Linked DNA regions of Sus scrofa: region 2 is linked to region 1. The links are chromatin contacts, called in public HiChIP or PLAC-seq maps. All regions are on one chromosome and are shown on one strand. The core of a region is the stretch at or near the end of the contact, and the rest is flanking DNA. Distances in the headings are between cores, read along the strand shown.

Region 1 (2,778 bases), core at 118-2,617:
AAATGGATCTTTTGAAGCACCACAGCTATACATGAGCTACTTAATAACACTGGGAAAGAACGGCGGAAGTACGAAAAAGTAAACAAGGGAAGGAGAATAAAAGTAAGGAAGTAAGTTCTGTCAAAAGTCAAGACTCATTCTGGGACCTGGAAAAAAAAAAAGACAAAAACTCAGGAAGGCCCTCCTTCCTCGTAACACAGATTCAGCTATACAGAAGGGGGCACAGAACTTCATCTTATTTTTCTGAGTGGTCCTTCCACTTCTACTTAGGAAGTACTGCAAGAGAGTTCAGATTGATTTCTTTACAATGAATTTTTTTTACAATTCCATTTCAATAGGCCTAAAACTTTATTCATTTTTACATTCTCAGGATGCAGCACAGTGCCTAGCATACAGTCCTCCCTCTGCAGTTGTTAACTGAATTAAAATGACTGATGGTGCTGCTGCTTTGGCCAGAAGAGTGGTTTCAAGTCCCAGCCACTCACTAGTTGTGTGACCTTGGACAAGTCTCCTAACTACGCCGAGATCAATTTCTTCATCAGTGAAACGAGATTACTACTACTTGCCTTGTTTACCTCACTGATTCCTCAAGAGGCTTTACATAACGAGAGCAGCACTGTAAAACAGTGCAGATGCCTCGTTTGGGTAGGTACGAATTGTGAGACGGAAAGGACCTTGGACTCAGGAGTCAGAAGACCCCGGCAGGCTAACTCGCTGTATTCCCATCTTAAACGTGAAGAGGTTTACACTCGACGACCGCCCAGGCTCTAGATTCTTAATAGCTTAAGTCCGCTACAGGTTGGGAACCTCAGGTGTTCTCAAACAGGTGAACCTCGCATCTCGTAGATGCAACCTAGGACAGGGTGTCAAGGTCGCGGGGTCCTAAGGCGGGGGGTCGCTCACCCAGTCAAAGTCACACGGGTTGCCGTCTTCGCGTTGCGTGGGGAGATTGTAGCAGACAGGGGGCAGCTTCCTCACGAGTAGGAAGGCAGCAGAGAGGAGGGCTGACAGAAGGTAGTAAGGTCGGGCCAGCCATCGTGATAGTCGAGGTATCGAATAAATAAGAGCAATTAAAGGCGCGAGAACCGCCATCTTCCCGGCTCTAGCGGCGCCAGCCGCTCCACGGAGTCCGTGAGCCTGGTCCCGCCTCTCCCATCATTGTGCTTCCATTGGGCCTAGTCTCGGATGCACCGCCTCTAGATCCGGAAGCAGATCTCTGACTGGCTTCTGCGTCAGGTTAAAAATGGAGAAAGGGCTTTGATATTTTATTGGCTAATCTAGCTGTCTTTTTTTCCACCTAAATCGTTTTATTGGACATATGCGACTGCGGCAAGTAGGAGATACAGGAGAATTTAAATAAAGTTAAATAGTACTTCCGGAACGTTCTCAGAAGGCGACGGAAGTAGTTGCAGGAAGAAGGTAGGAAGGGCCCGAGGCAACCCAATGGTGAGAGGCTCCTGAAAGAGGAGGGCGGTACTCTGTGAAAAGATTGACCAATGAACGTCACCAACGCCAGACACCGAGACAGCGCCGGGGCGGAGGAGGCGATGGAGAATTTCACGGCGCTGTTCGGAGCTCAGGCTGACCCACCACCGCCCCCGACCGCACTTGGCTTCGGACCTGGAAAACCTCCACCCCCACCGCCTCCTCCTCCGGGCGGGGGGCCGGGCCCCGCCCCGCCCTCTACCGCGGCCACAGCCGCTCCCGGCTCCGACAAGTCAGCGGCCGGTTGTGGCCCCTTCTACCTAATGCGGGAACTGCCGGGTGAGTACAAGGCCTGGTCAAAGCCAGCCAATCAGATCATAGCGAGGAGAGGCGGGGCGTGGCTCTCAGCCTTCCGACTGGGGTGAGGGGTAACCTAGGCAACGCGTGGCGCGATTTCGGAACACTATACTAGAAGAGGTTCTGAGGATTCACAACCGAAAGAATGATTGGAATTGGGATGGATTAGGGGTGGGAAGAGAGTGGATCTCCCTGACCACCTTTCACGCCCGATCCTGCCCCTGACGCTGGTTTTTGACTCCCTAAAGATTATCCTAGCTTTGAGTTTGGTATTTGAGGGTCCTGATTTAACATCCCTGCGGACCCAGTTCCAGATCTGCTTCAAACTTCCTGTTGGTTTGGGACATGTTGTCTTTCTTCCTCTGGGCCTCGGGGTTTCAAAATGTGTTCGAAGAAGTGATTAGAATTAAACCAGGTTCTTTCATTCAAAAAATTATTTTGTTGCGCACCCACTCTGTGTACCAAGCACTCTTCCAATTGCTGAAGATACAGCTGTGAACAAAACTGACAAGATCCTTGCCTGTTTGGGAGTTTACCTGCCAGTGGAGGAGTCAAAGAGTGATAAACAGATATCTGCGGATAAACAGATAGTATCAGATAGTGGTTATGGCTACAAGGGGGAAATGTGATAAAGAATTGAGGGGGCAGAACTGCTTTAGCTAGAGTGATCAGGAGAGCCCTTTCTGAGTAGATAACATTAGAGCTAAAATATAAGCACAAAGGAAGAGCTAGCCATTTATGAGTGGGAGGAGAGAGAACTCTAGATACAAAAAATGAGATTAGAAGGCCCAATGTGAGAATAACCTTGAATATTTGAGGGACAGAAAACCACTTGCACTCCGGGGAAGTGAACAGGGAAAGAGCGATAGGAGATGAAGGTGGGAGAGTAGGCAGAGGCCTCTATAAGACATTTTAAGTTCAGGGGGAACCATTTTGACACAAGAGTCTGAAGTGATCTAACTTCTAACTTATTTGCTTATTTTCAATCATTCGAGC
Region 2 (2,732 bases), core at 120-2,619, 250 kb after region 1:
TCATTGATTAATTTTTAAAGAAAGGATTTGTTTTCTTAATGTCCCATTAGTCCATGTGAAGTCTGGGAGTATTTTTTTTTGGCTGTGCCTGTGGCATGCAGAAGTTCCCTGGGCCAGGAATCGAACCTGCGATACAGCAGTGACCCAAGCCTCAGCAGTGACAACAATGGATCCTTAACCAGTTAGAAGTTCGTGGGCATGTTAAGAGCACATGTAGAGTGAAGTTGCTCTGAAATCCCCTCCCAAGGCTGCTTCTCTGACTCTGTATCTGGACCCTGGAGAACCTAGTGCTATTCTTAAGCAGTCTGGCTACTGACTAACATACTTGCAGGGACTTCATCAACCCAGCTCATATTTCTAATTATAATTAAGATAATTAAGGTACCGCAGGCCTCATCTTACAAGTGGGGCAGTCAAAGGGCTTGCTTGGGGCTATGTAACTAGTGAGCACCTGGGTATAGAACCAGAACCGAGCAACCTGTCTTTGGGTGGTTATCCTTCTTTATCCTCCGTGTTTTAGTAGAGATCTGGAAAATACTCCCTGGTTCTGGCTTTCCACTGCCCTAATCTTTTATTTCTTTCTCATTAAAAAGAAGGGTGGGCTTAGAATCTTTTGAGTCCCTGGGGAAACCAGGAGGCTAGGCTTGGGAGTTTGTAGACTACTCTAAATATGCAAGAAGCTCTCCCTCCAATTCAGCTTTCTAAGCGGGGCTGGGAGGAAATGGCCACTGAACTAACTTGCACTGGGCTCGGAATGATAGCAGCGCAGCTGGTTCAGCTGGCTATCTCATGCTGATCACAAGCTCCGACGGCAATTATATATGTCTTTGATTAATAAAAAATGGAGCCATGAATGAATACTTAATCAACAAAGTCTGGCGGGTAGACTCTTTCAGAACCTGGGCTGGGGTGAGGCAGGGAGCAATCAAAGAGGTCCTTGGTGGTGAAAAAGCAGGATACTGCTTCAGGGGGATGGTTTCTGGAAAGATGCTGTCAGTGGGGAAAAAAAAAAAAATCCTGCGTGGCCTCCAAGTTGCCAGGTATGTTTTATCCGGGGAACTTACTGAGGACTATAGCTTGGGACACAGCCTCTTAGATACTCTGGGGAATACTCCCAAGAGGTAAAGGGAGGAGCCAGGATATCTAGGAGTTTTTGCTGGAAAAAAATAAAAATAAAAATCCATGCAGTCGAGCAGGAAAAGATTCCTGCTAATCGCAAAAGCAGACAAGTTCATGACTGTAGTTTTCTAAGTATGAGAAAAGGCAAGAATCTGAGGTCTTTGAAAAGTTATTCCTAGATAGGCATCTTAACTATCCAGGGCGGGGGCGTTTCCTGTTTTTCTCCATCCTGAATTTCCCTCGGGGCACACTGTCTGGTAGGCTGCAGGTACAGAAGTGGCTGGCAACATTCTTTGTTTCCTGAAATGCCAGGCAACGTCTTCTGTCTGCACAAATAGGGGAAAACGTGTTCTGTGCCCACCCACGTGGTCAACGCAGAGCACAAGGAATACGGCGTCCGCGTGTGTGTCCCCGTGTCCGCAGGTAAGCCGTCCGTGTGTGCTGTGAGTGCGTGACCTTTCCCGTTGCCAGTGTGAGCAACGGGATTGAAACGATCTCGGTCAGGGGAGGGAGAAGGCGCAGAGAAGAAGAGAAGCGGAAAGGGGATCAGGAGGTGCACGCCGGCGAGGTCCACCCGAGTGGAAGGAGGGGGGATTCCAGGGCGTGGTCAAAAAGAGCGTAGGACTGTGAGGCTCGGAGAAGAAGGAAATGATGGCGAGCGGGAGGTGGAGGACCTGCCAGGCGCCGCCCCGCTCACCCCGGCCCTTCCGGGACTGCTGGGGGCGTGGAGGGACTGGGAGGGGCGGCGGGAGGCGCGAATCCAAATCTTCAAAGGCGCCGAAACCCGCGTCCCGGAGAGCTCGGAGCCAGGCAGGCGAGTAGCTTGCGGCGCAGGGCTGGAGGCGGCGAGGTCCCGGGGCCGGGGAGTGATGAGGCCCTGAGGACAGGCGACCGGGGGTGGAGGGTGGGGGGGGGACGGAACGGGGTGGGGGAGCTTCTGCCCCAGGACCTCAGAGCACGTGCCGGAGGGAGAGCGGGGTGGGGGTGAGCGGCTTCTGGGCGCTTTCCCGGCAGATGGTGGTGTGAGGGGGGCGGCGGGGAAATGGGAGACTGGGGGAGTGCCAGCCGAGGGTCAGGCAGGATCGTGTTGAGGTAGGGATGTTTTTAGCATTAGACTGGCCTGCAACGTGACTGACTGGCCCATGTGACCTGGGGAAGTTGAGCCTTTTGTCGGTCAACTGAACATAAGAAAACACCCACTTTGCCAGGATATTGTGAGGACATGTGTCAAGTCTCCCATCCCCTGTTCCTGGTTCAGAATTGCTGCTATTATTTTAGCGGATGTCTCCTGAATTGGGGCTCTGTCTCTGCTTTCCCACCTGTTGCCAGTTGTGGGATAGAGAGGCCTTTGCAGCTGTTTCTGGCTGTTTCTAACCGCTGGCCTCTTTATCGTACAGAGAACGCTTTGTACACCTCTGCCTTTCCCTCAAGCCTCCTGTACCCAGCAGCCTCTGCCTTATTTTATAGGATCCAGAGAATCGCCCATTGATGGGTTTTGCCCAAGCCTGGAACAGCCAGAACAGCCAGAGAGCTTCCTGAACAGAGGGCCTGCCAAAGGGATTTTCCAAGTGCTGGAACGCCAGGCTTCGCAGCGCCTGTGGTCAGCCCAGGAG

What was found. HiChIP or PLAC-seq counts read pairs in DNA pulled down with a chosen protein or histone mark.
Region 2: an H3K27ac HiChIP or PLAC-seq map of alveolar macrophages shows a contact between it and region 1. The contact joins the promoter of SLC43A3 here to the promoter of MED19 in region 1. A contact is called at or near these places in 1 of 5 promoter capture datasets (fetal liver) and 1 of 2 datasets of contacts at active chromatin or transcription factors (alveolar macrophages).

Annotation. Positions count from the first base shown.
Region 1 is chr2:13,239,944-13,242,721 of Sscrofa11.1, forward strand. MED19 (mediator of RNA polymerase II transcription subunit 19) reads left to right here and starts at 1,368. Exons shown (of 5, transcript XM_003122715.5): 1 at 1,368-1,764. The coding sequence starts at 1,497. It overlaps TMX2 (thioredoxin-related transmembrane protein 2), which reads right to left and starts at 1,327. Exons shown (of 8, transcript XM_005660896.3): 1 at 904-1,327. The coding sequence starts at 1,092.
Region 2 is chr2:13,489,544-13,492,275 of Sscrofa11.1, forward strand. SLC43A3 (solute carrier family 43 member 3) reads left to right here and starts at 1,370. Exons shown (of 13, transcript XM_021083039.1): 1 at 1,370-1,542; 2 at 2,587-2,732.